Linked DNA regions of Macaca mulatta: region 1 is linked to region 2. Evidence: chromatin contacts called from public Hi-C data. All regions are on one chromosome and are shown on one strand. The core of a region is the stretch at or near the end of the contact, and the rest is flanking DNA. Distances in the headings are between cores, read along the strand shown.

Region 1 (5,186 bases), core at 1,851-4,350, 310 kb before region 2:
TTAAATCCTGGACAGCAACTCTAAGATCCAGGTGATACTGTAATCCCCATTTTACAGATAAGGAAACTAGGACTCAGAGAGGCTAATAACTTGCACAAGGTCATAGAGCTAGTTTGTGGCAAGTGAAATGAGCATAGGAGCACATCTCAGACATACCACAAGTTCAGTTTGTGCTATTTTCACCTGTAATGTTGCAGGGGCCGCTGTGGGGAGTAAATGAGAAAATGTTTGCAAACTACAGAGCATTGTATGGAGGCCCACAGAGAGAAGACATTCTTTCTTCCCTCCTTCAGCAATGTGCAACCATGTCAGAAGCACACATGCATGGTCAGAGTGTCTCTTGGTAAATAAGAGACATAAACCACTTTGTTTTTGATTTTTATTAAACCAATCTTAAAAAAGATTGATTGGATCCATAGGACGTAAACAATTAGCACTGAAATCTCTCACATTTCCTGGAAACTGAATTTTTTTTTTTTTTTTTTTGAGACGGAGTCTGGCTTTGTTGCCCAGGCTGGAGTGCAGTGGCCCGATCTCGGCTCACTGCAAGCTCCGCCTCCCGGGTTCACGCCATTCTCCTGGCTCAGCCTCCAAGTAGCTGGGACTACAGGCGCGCACCACCACGCCCGGCTAATTTTTTGTATTTTTAGTAGAGACAGGGTTTCACCGTGTTAGCCAGGATGGTCTCGATCTCCTGACCTCGTGATCCGCCCGCCTCGGCCTCCCAAAGTGCTGGGATTACAGGTGTGAGCCACCGTGCCCGACCGGAAACTGAATGTTTTGTGCTTGGAATTCTAAAGAACTGGGAAAAAGGAGAGTAATAAAGTATAAAGAATGGTTTCATCTCCTGCCCAGCTTATATGGTGAGGAGGAGGTTGGCAGTGATTTAGTATAATTACAAAAACAACAGTTGGGCCGGGCACGGTGGCTTACACCTGCAATCCCAGCACTTTGGGAGGCTTAGGCGGGCAGATCACGAGGTCAGGAGATGGAGACCAGCCTGGCCAACATGGTGAAACCCCCGTTTCTATGAAAAATACACAAATTAGCTGGGCACAGCAGCAGGCACTTGTAGTCCCAGCTACTCGGGAGGCTGAGGCAGAAGAATCCCTTGAACTCGGGAGGCAGAGGTTGCAGTGAGCCGAAATGTGCCACTGCACTCCAGCCTGGGAAACAGAGTGAGACTCTGTCTCATAAATAAATAAATAAATAAAAACAACAGTTGACCTTAAATAAGGTTTTACATTAGTCCAAATGATTTCAAAAACATTAATATATTTAAAAGTGTGTGTGCCTGTGTGCATGTGAGAGAGAGAGAAAGAGAGAGAGAGAGAGAGTCAGAGTGAAACTTGCAAAGGAAGGAAGTCGAAGTGCCCAAAGAAACCTAAGGAAACAAGAACTATAGCACTGGATCAGTCGCATTATCTTTCCATATCCCTAATGTTTAGAGGCAAAAGAGCAGCTGTAGGAGAAATTATTTGCTTATTCACCCCCTCAGATATTGTTATCAAAGGCAGGGGGCCTCTTCCCAACAAGCTTCCTGGAACAATGCACATACTCACATGCACAGGAAATTTTGCATAAAATTTTAAGGGCTTTAAAATTCCTTAAAGCCCATGGGACAATGTCCTTAATATTCATCAATCCCAAGATAAAAGCCCTGAATGCCAAATCATTTAGATAATTGATTTATATTTCCATATGTACTACGAACTACGGAACTTGTTAAACTTTCTTCCCTTATATCACATTTTCTCATTACCTCGAACTATCGTTGGTATTTTAAAATTGTGACTTGATCCATTTGAGCCTTTATGTTTCCAGACTACGGCAGGCAATTAAAAAGTAAAGTAATTGAATCTTAACACCCTTCAGAGTGTCTCCAGGGCATCCCAAAATCTGATGCAGGCATCCCTTTTATAACTGCCCCTGTACCCATACCTTCCCCTTTCCTTCAGCCAGGTGCAGTTTGTGTAAAGTAAACTTAGCCCTTTCGAGGGGTGGATTTTAGGGATGCAGTTCTATTGTTTTGACAAATGTATACAGTTGTGTAACTACCACTATAATCAAGATTAGAACAGTGGCACTGCCCCCAAAAGCTTTAATTTGTTGATCCATTTTATCAGTTGATGGACACTTGAGTTGTTTCCAGTTTTTGTCAATTATTTGCATTAGTCTTTTGCTTTTTTTGGGTGGGGGGGTCGGACAGAGTGGAGCACAAAAGTGTCATCCCCTTCTTCCACTATCTAAGTCTTTTGGGACTTTTCACCAGTGCCCTCTAGAAGCAACTGCATTGGTGCAGCTATATGTTTTGCATTGAGCCTTTCATGACCTTTTTTTTTTTTTTTAATTTTACTTTTTCCAAATTGGGTCCCAAACGTTCAACAGGTCAAGGTGGACACTATGCAGACAAAATAACTCGTGTGGTCCACCCTGTGTGCATGGAAGGTGTCAGCTGCTCTTACCTGTGGCTCCAGGATCATCAGCCTTGGAATCAGCCACGATGGTAAAAATGCAGAAACTCAGGCTCCACGCCAGATCTACTGAATCAAAGAGTCAGTATTTTCACAAGATCGTCAAGTGTGCCGGATGCATATTAAAGTTTGAGAAGCACTGGTATTCCACACTCGCTACTAAAAATATACTACAATTTTCTCATAAGATTTGGCCCTTTAAGTTTTTCTCTCTCGGTAGTAAACTCACTTTGTAGTTTGAGTAAAGAACTCAAGTTTTGGACTGGGCGCTGCATCTCGCTGGGTGTGGAAGCAAAGGCAGAAATGAGAGGGACAAAAGGAGGCAGAGAACAGAGTCCAGGCTGTTAGAAGACCCCCGCGGCCAGACCCGGGAGGCGACGAGAGACCGAAAGGGTGAACCCTCCGCCCCTCTCGGCGGCTCCTCGGAGTCAGGACACCCAGGGTAGGATGCCGGCGGCCACGCGCAGCCCAGGCGCTTGCAAAACTTAGCGGAGCCGGGCCGGGGCCGGGGCCGGGGCCGGGCCCTGGGCGGGCTGGCGGGAGGAGAGACAGGCGGGAGGGCGGGGCCGGCGCGGCGAGGGGCGGGGTCAGCGCCGAGGCCGCGGGGGCAGCGACGGCGCCGGGCAGCGGGAGCGGCGGCCGCGCCATGTGGCTGCTGGGGCCGCTGTGCCTGCTGCTGAGCAGCGCCGCGGGTGAGTCGGGGGGCGGCCGGCGAACTTCCCGCGGGGCAAGGGGTGCGGGGCGCGGCGGCCGGGTGCCATTGCGTCCCCTCCCGGGCACGGGCCGCTCTCCGGGCGTGGGTGTGCGCGGAGGGCGGACCCCGGCGCCCGGCTGGCCGGGACCCTGCGGAGGGGCCGCCGCGGGGTGCGCGCCGTCCTATTGTGTGGGCGTGCGCGCCGGGTCGTGTTGTGCTGTGTGCGCGGGCGGGGCTCTGTGCGGTCCGGGTCTGGGGAGCCCGGCGGCTGCCCCGATTGGGCGTAGCTCGAGTGTGGCTGTGTGTGTGTTGTGTGTGTTGAGGAACGGAGGCGGGGAGAGGAGAGGAGAGAACTCTTCCCTGGTCTCGTCTTCCCAGACGCCCGGGCGCGCGCGGCTGCGTTAGCCTCCTCGGGCCCTCTTCCCGAGTCTCTGGCGTGCACTCCGTGCCTCAGTTTCCCCACTTGCACCGCGGAGGGAGTAGGAAAGCTGCTTCCTTTCATTCCTCTCTGGGACTGTTTGGTTTGGGTAAAGTGAGTTGAAGCAGGGCCGGATCTGGGAATTCTTCATTTTTCCCTCTGATCCTGGGAACCGAAGCTTTATTTAAGACGTCTGACCACCCTGCTTGCCCGGCGATAGGCGCCCTGACCGGCGAGGGGCCCTGGGAGAGGACACGGGGCTTCATCCGGCGGCCCTTTGAACTTGGCATCACTACCGCGTGTGCATCCCGGGGCCTGGACCGCAGCAAGCCTGCTTCCCTTCCAGACAGCGTGCTGTTCCCAGGAACTTTTCTGCTGATGTGGGCACGATCCGAATTCCAGCCTGGGAGCCCTTCCTCCTCTGCCCCTGCCCGCCGCCCACAGCTGTCAGCTGTCCCTCCTGGGCTGGACCCGCCCTTGGTCCTTTGACGTTTATTTCTGGGCATCTGATGCCCAGAATGTGGGTGACAGGGCCCAGTGAACTTTCTTCAGTAGAGTCTTGCCTGCCTGGCGTTTGTGCCATCCGCATATCTAATAGCTGCCCTGTTTTGCCAAGTGCTTCTAGCAGCTTGGCTGTCAAGGTGTCTTTGGTGGTGTGTGGGTTTGCTAAGTTGAGGCTCACTTCATTCTGAGCTGTCCCTTGGAGATATGAATGCGTTAAAGGGAACTATCCCCTCTTCCTTGATGTCCCTGGTCCTGGGCATCCTCACAGCCCACTAGGCAGCCTTTCCTGCTCTCAGACCCATGACATCATCTCCTCTCCTCTGATACCCCATTTAGATGCTTGTGGGTTTGCTGGGCTTCCAGGGAGGGGCTAGACCTCCTGGTGACTGCTGTGGATTTTTAACCAGGTCTGGGTGAGAGTGCCCTTAAATTAGTACACCTGGGGAGACAGTTCTCACAGGACATTGGGCAGCCAGGAGCAGGTGTGAATTGTTTGGAGGCTGTTAGAGCAGGTCGATTTCCAGGGCGTCTACAGACATGAAGACCTGTTTGGATTCACAAAATCAATTTGTGTAGCTGTGGTGTGTCCCCTCATAGCATCTGAGAAGGACAGCTGGCTCTTGTGTGTGCCCTGGGAGAGTCACTGTGGCCAAATAGAAACTGTTATTTATTGCATCTCCCAGTTGGTACTGGGTTGCTTTAGTTGAGTCTCCATCTCTGTAAAAATAGTTGTAAAGTTAATTTTGTCCCTCTCTGGTCAGCAGTGGCTATTTAATGTGTGTGTGTACATCTAAAATAGGGCTAAAATAAATAAAATGGTCATAGAGGGGAGTGGAGGGGTAGGGGGAGGAATAGCGTAACTGTCCCCAGTGCGTTTTCCATTATCTGAGGGCTTTGAATTACCTTTACAGTTGCTTCCTTAGAAACATCTAGGCAGGTTGGAGTGTGTGCATCTTTCACGTTACATTAAGCATCATCTTTTTAGCATGGACTTCACTTTGACCCAAGTGTTGCCAGAAACAGGGCTGGTCATTTTTCCTAATGTCAACCAGATGCTCCTGGGTGCCCAGCCCATAAGAAAAGCCTGTTTGGTTCA
Region 2 (5,263 bases), core at 1,634-4,133:
CTATTTTATATGCAGTGCCTGGAATTCTTTTGAATAAGTGAATAATCTTTGTCTTTCCCTGAGTTTTCCGTTCAAACTTGCCAAGAAATTGGGTTCTGATGGAGTTGAGCCCCTCACCCCACTTGAGCTGCCTTTGGTCAGGTATTCTAGTCTTGTCCAATCCATTATGGCGAGTGTCATTATGGCCACCTTGTATAAGGAACTCTCTGCGGGTAATGGAAGGTTTCCAGAAAGACGAATGTATAGCTAGCAGAAAAAGCCTGTTTAGCCCAAAAAGTTATGGGAGGCAGATTCTGACCTGACCCCACTGATCTCTGCTTCCTGATATTCCTACCCTTTTGTAATCCCCTTCCCTGAGCATGGGCTGGACCTACTGACTCGCTTCTAACCAATAGAATAAGGCAAAAGTGATGAGATGTCACTTCCATGATTAGGTTAGAAAACACTGACTTATCTTTTTCTTCTTATATGTTTGTCCTGATGGACAGGCCAATCTGTCACAGAACTATGGGTGACTTCCAACCAACAGCTGGAAACTGAATCCTACTAATGTGTGCTTGGAAGTGTACCCTTCCCAGCAAAGCCTTCAGATGAGACCACAGCCCCAGTCAACACATTGATTTTAGTCTTGTGAGAAACCTTAAGGCAGAGTACCCAGCTAAACTGTGCCTGGGTTTTTGATTTACATTAACTGAGAGAAAATAAATGCTGTTTTAAGTCACTAAGTTTGGGGATAATTTGTTATGCAGTAGTAGATAACTATATACAAGCCAAATGATATCTCATCCCACTATCATGCCTACCATTATTTCTTAAAGTACTATTCCCATTTAAATTCAGGGCAATCATCCTGGGCTGGGCATTTGGAGTGACAGAGTCAACTCTTTCTTAGAACTCTGTTGTATTTCAAGGACCAGAGGCAGGGAGATGCCTAAATAAACATTCACAGAAGACATCCACAACTCGGGCCTGTAACTAAGGAGGAGACTACAACTCACCAAATCTCTGACTTCTAGTGCCCTGTAGTGCCCGTGCTGGGAGCTGAGGCTTTGTCGCCTGGGGAGTGGGTAACCAACCCTCCGAAAAGTGGCCTGAGGCCAAGAGACACCAGTAACAGCAAGAAGATGACTTGCATTGGGGCTGAATTCTTCTCTTTCATTTCTGGAGAATGGTTTATATTTTGGCCTAGGATGGCCACTGGGTTCCCACATTCTACTCTGAGCCTCTGAAACAAACCTGAGCTGTCTAGGCTAGAAGCCCTTGGCTGCCCTCCCTGATATCTCTCTGTTGCATTCCAGGCTCCTAATGTTGCTAAAGTGCCCTCTGTCCAGAGAGCCCAGGATTCATGACTCCAGAGCCTCTCAGCCAGAGCCAAGACACAGGACTGCCCAGCAGGAGATGTGGCAAAGGCAAAGCCTCTTCCCATTCTTCCCCAGACTAGCTGCCTCCTTGGGTTAAACACCCAGCTGAGGCCTAAACCAGAAGAAAAACAAAGCATCCCTATTGAAAGAGTACCTCCATCATTTCCATCCAATAGATGAGGTGGCTTCTCAGAGAGTAGCTGGGAAACCAAAGACAAAAGAGACAAAGAGCCTGATGTCCTCATCTTCCCGCAGGCTGCTGGGTGGGTGGGTCACAGGGTGGGTTGGGAGCTGCCTCTGCGTCTTCATTGCAGCCCCAGCCTCGGGAAAGGCATAGAAGATCCCTCCTCCAGGGCCCTTTTAGTCTGAGGCCCTTCCCCTCTCTTTACTGCTGTGTTGCAGGCCAACAAGTTTACCTGGGTGAGCAGAGCCATGTGCCCTGGTGGGTCTGCAGAATCTGCCATCATATCACCCTTGTGTGATATAGGAGTCCCAGGGTGGGTTTCTGGCCATCTCAGAAGGCCAACTTTGTAGCAAAGCAGTCCTGAATGACTTCAAATAAATGCTCTGGGGGCAACTTTGTGCAGTGAGAACAGAGACACAAGAGTCAGACAAGGCCAGGACTAAATATATCCCAAGCCACCTGCAGTGTGCCCTTGGGTAAATTACTCACACCCTGGCCCCCTCAAGCCTCAGTTTCCCCATCTGTAAATGTGCGATAATTTATTCACCCTGCACCAGTGCCCTACCTTGTAGAATTAAACAGGGTTGGGACTAGGATGAGGTGAGTGAGACACTTGTCTTAGGCATAAAATTTAAGGGGATGCCAGAAAGCTCAGTAGCCAACATAAATAATATTTTAATGCAATATTTTTAAAAATCAAAATTAATGCAAAAAAATCCATGATCAACAAAATGTCACAATTCTAAACAAAGAGGATCTATTCAATAAGTGACTGTGAACATTACGCTCAATAAACTTTGTGAGATGCTTTCCAGAAGGCTGCAAGTATGGATTGTAGCTGCATGAAGAGCCCCATCAGGCCTGCTCAGGCCCAAGTTCAAGTGCACCGTGCTGGCTTGCACTGTGTAGTGCAGTGGTTGGTCGTATAGGCTTGGGGGTCCAGTAGACCCAGGCCTGAAAACTGACTTCACTACTTATCATTTTTGTGACCTTGGATGCTTTATTTTGTCACTCTAAGCCTCAGTTTCCTTATGTGTAAATTAGGGATAATAATAACACTGTCTCCACCAAAAGGTTGTTGTAATGCAGGATGCCTGACCCATAGCAAGGGCTTCGTCATAGTGGTTGTCATTTTGGTATCATTTAACACACATCAGAATCAACATGAAAAATTCCCTTGGTTGGGCAGAGGATAAAACAGGCTGGCATTTTGTGGCTGTCTGCTCGCTGCCTTTGTGAGTCTTCCCGATAAGCTGCATCTGCCTGGCTTTCTTGTTAATCAAATACACAGCTGGCTTGGGAGCTGCTTGCCTGGAGCTGCCTTTGCTACTGTGTCTGCTGCCATCTGGGTATCAGAGGGATCACAGAGAAGAGGCTGGGTGTCAAGGCAGGAACAGCTGGGGCAGAGGGCGGAGAGAGTCCCGGGCTGCGATCTGTTTGCTGCACGCTTGTTTGAGATGCATGGTGCTTGGCAAGGAACAAAATACCATCCCTGGGGTTCAGCCAGCCACTCTCTGCCTTCCTCCTTGGCACACAGAGAGCATGGGGCTCTGGTCTGGTTTTGACCAGTGATCTGCTCTGATAGCTGACTTGTCCAGTTTGAGGAGAGCTAGGGGTGCAAGTGACCCCGACAGGACAAAAGAGGACGCTTTCCAATTTATTTTGGGCAGGCTTTTTCCTTCTGATGCTTCTGTCATCAGATGCAAGAAGAAAGGTTTTGAATCAGAGTTATGTGTAGGTGACAGTATGAATTTGTTCACTTAGTAAGCCACAGACCTGTGCTAGGTACGAGAAGAATTAACTGATGGGGTGGAGAAGTAGCACAATAGCAGAGCACAGGGTTCGTAAACTTTAACGTGTATCAGAATCTTCGCGAGGGCTCATTAAAAACCAGAGTTCTGATTCGGTAGGTCTGGGGAGGGACCCAAGAATTCACATTTCTAACAAGCTCCCAGGTGCTGCTGCTGCTGCTGCTGCTGCTGGTGGTGGTCTGAGTACGACTGACATTAGATGTGTGCTGTGTAGTTAGACTGCCTGGGTTTGAGTTGAGACCAACTCAGGTACTTACTGGCTGTGGGGGGCCTTTGGCAGCTTAATCTCTCTGTGAATCGGTTTCCTTATCTGTAAAATAAGGATGAAAATAACAGCATCTAGTTCACGGGCTTCATGAGTTATGCATACAAAGCACCCAAAGCAGTGCCTGGAATATGGTAAGCACTCAGTATGCATGAGCTATTATAATCTATAATATGTAAACATTTTACAATGAATTATGACGTGTGCTTTTATAAATAAACAGGGAAAGGATTCATACATATACAAAATATTTGCATACAATTTCAAGGGGCTCATAGGCCCCCAGGAATTTCATCCTTCTTGATGCCCCTGGTTTTGTAGATTATAAGAGGTATTATTTTCGAGACTCCTCTCTGTTGTATGAAGTGTGGCAGGTAATTGATAGTCTAAATTATTTCACTTAGTTCGCACTCTAACTTTGTAAGACAGTCATTGTCATTCCTGTTTCACAGGCAGAACAACCAAGGCTTAGAGAACTTGCCAAGTGAGGGCTAGAGTCAGAATTTGCACCCAAATCTGTAAAGCTCTATGTCACATGGCCAATAGTCACTTCCTTAGAATGACTGCATCACCAGTTTATCCAGAAGAGCACATTTAGCAGTGACCAAGTGATCAGCCCTATAGGGGAGAAATTGAAGGTTGTTCTTGACCTCAAAGAGCTTCTGTCTAATTGAGAAATCAAGGTAAACAGAAATCTGCAACATAGCGTATGATTGCCCGCAAATAATAGGTGTGGCAGAGCATTGATGTGATTCACCGGATATGCATTTGCTTTTCACATTTTCCAGCTTCCCTTGCAGTTGTATTAGCTCAAGTGACTGGGCTTTGGCCAGTGAATATTGGGCATGATATAAGTTACTTTCCGTCTTGGCCCCTTATAAACATGTCGAATGGTCTCTGCTTTCTTTCCCTTGCCTTGTTGCAGTGATTTAGGGAGCCATGTGTTCCAGATGGCACAGTTCAAGATGGAGGAGAATTGCCCACCTGGTGTCAGACTGAAACAGGAAGGAGAAAGGAACCTCTATGTGTTAAACCACTGAGATTTCTGGTCACTGCAGCATAGTCTAAGTCTCCTGAGTAGTCAGATGGGATAGCCATAGTTGCATACCGAGGATTTCTAAGAAGATTAGGAGTCCAGAAATATTCAGGTCTCGAATTGGCTACAGGCCCCATTCTAGACAAAGTGAGTCAAAATCTTTAAGAAGGGTCACAGTACTCTTTATTTAAGGTGATACTGAGGAAAGGCTGGTACTGTGGTCTGCTGCGTCTCCTGGAGAATCTCTCATGCGAGAGCCACCATCACATGAGCATCTAGAGAGTCCCACCTCTGGGGTGGGACTCCTTGGGCTAGAAGCCTGCCACCACCTCCTTCTAGCTTTATGCTGGATGATTTAAGGATCTACTTCGTAAAGTTGTTGTGATGACTAAATGAGAGTTGATGTATTCGTTATCTATTGCAGCATAACAAATTACCCCAACACGTGGTACTGTCGACAAAAAGAGTCAAACACTGTAAAATATTTGAAGAAGTTTATTCTGAGACAAATATGACTGACCATGGCCCAAGACACAGCCCTCAGGAGGTCCTGAGAACATGTGCCCAAGGTGGTCGGGGTGCAGCTTAGTTTTATGTATTCTAGGG

Evidence for each region. Hi-C and Micro-C count contacts between places; a contact is called where the count stands out from the background.
Region 1: a Hi-C map of fetal cortex germinal zone shows a contact between it and region 2, with 2.7 times the contacts expected there. The contact joins the promoter of LDLRAD3 here to the enhancer-like site in region 2. A contact is called at or near these places in 2 of 14 Hi-C or Micro-C datasets (fetal cortex germinal zone and liver).

What each region holds. Positions count from the first base shown.
Region 1 is chr14:29,334,270-29,339,455 of T2T-MMU8v2.0, reverse strand. LDLRAD3 (low density lipoprotein receptor class A domain containing 3) reads left to right here and starts at 3,100. Exons shown (of 6, transcript XM_015114486.3): 1 at 3,100-3,166. The coding sequence starts at 3,121.
Region 2 is chr14:29,025,626-29,030,888 of T2T-MMU8v2.0, reverse strand. No RefSeq gene overlaps it. Among named protein-coding and RNA genes, the nearest start is that of COMMD9, 35 kb to the right of the region's middle. Within about 2 kb of position 2,883, at least 9 of the 40 cell types and tissues checked have an H3K27ac peak or open chromatin away from gene starts, as enhancers often do. A contact at or near this core is called in fetal cortex germinal zone, where this site is marked.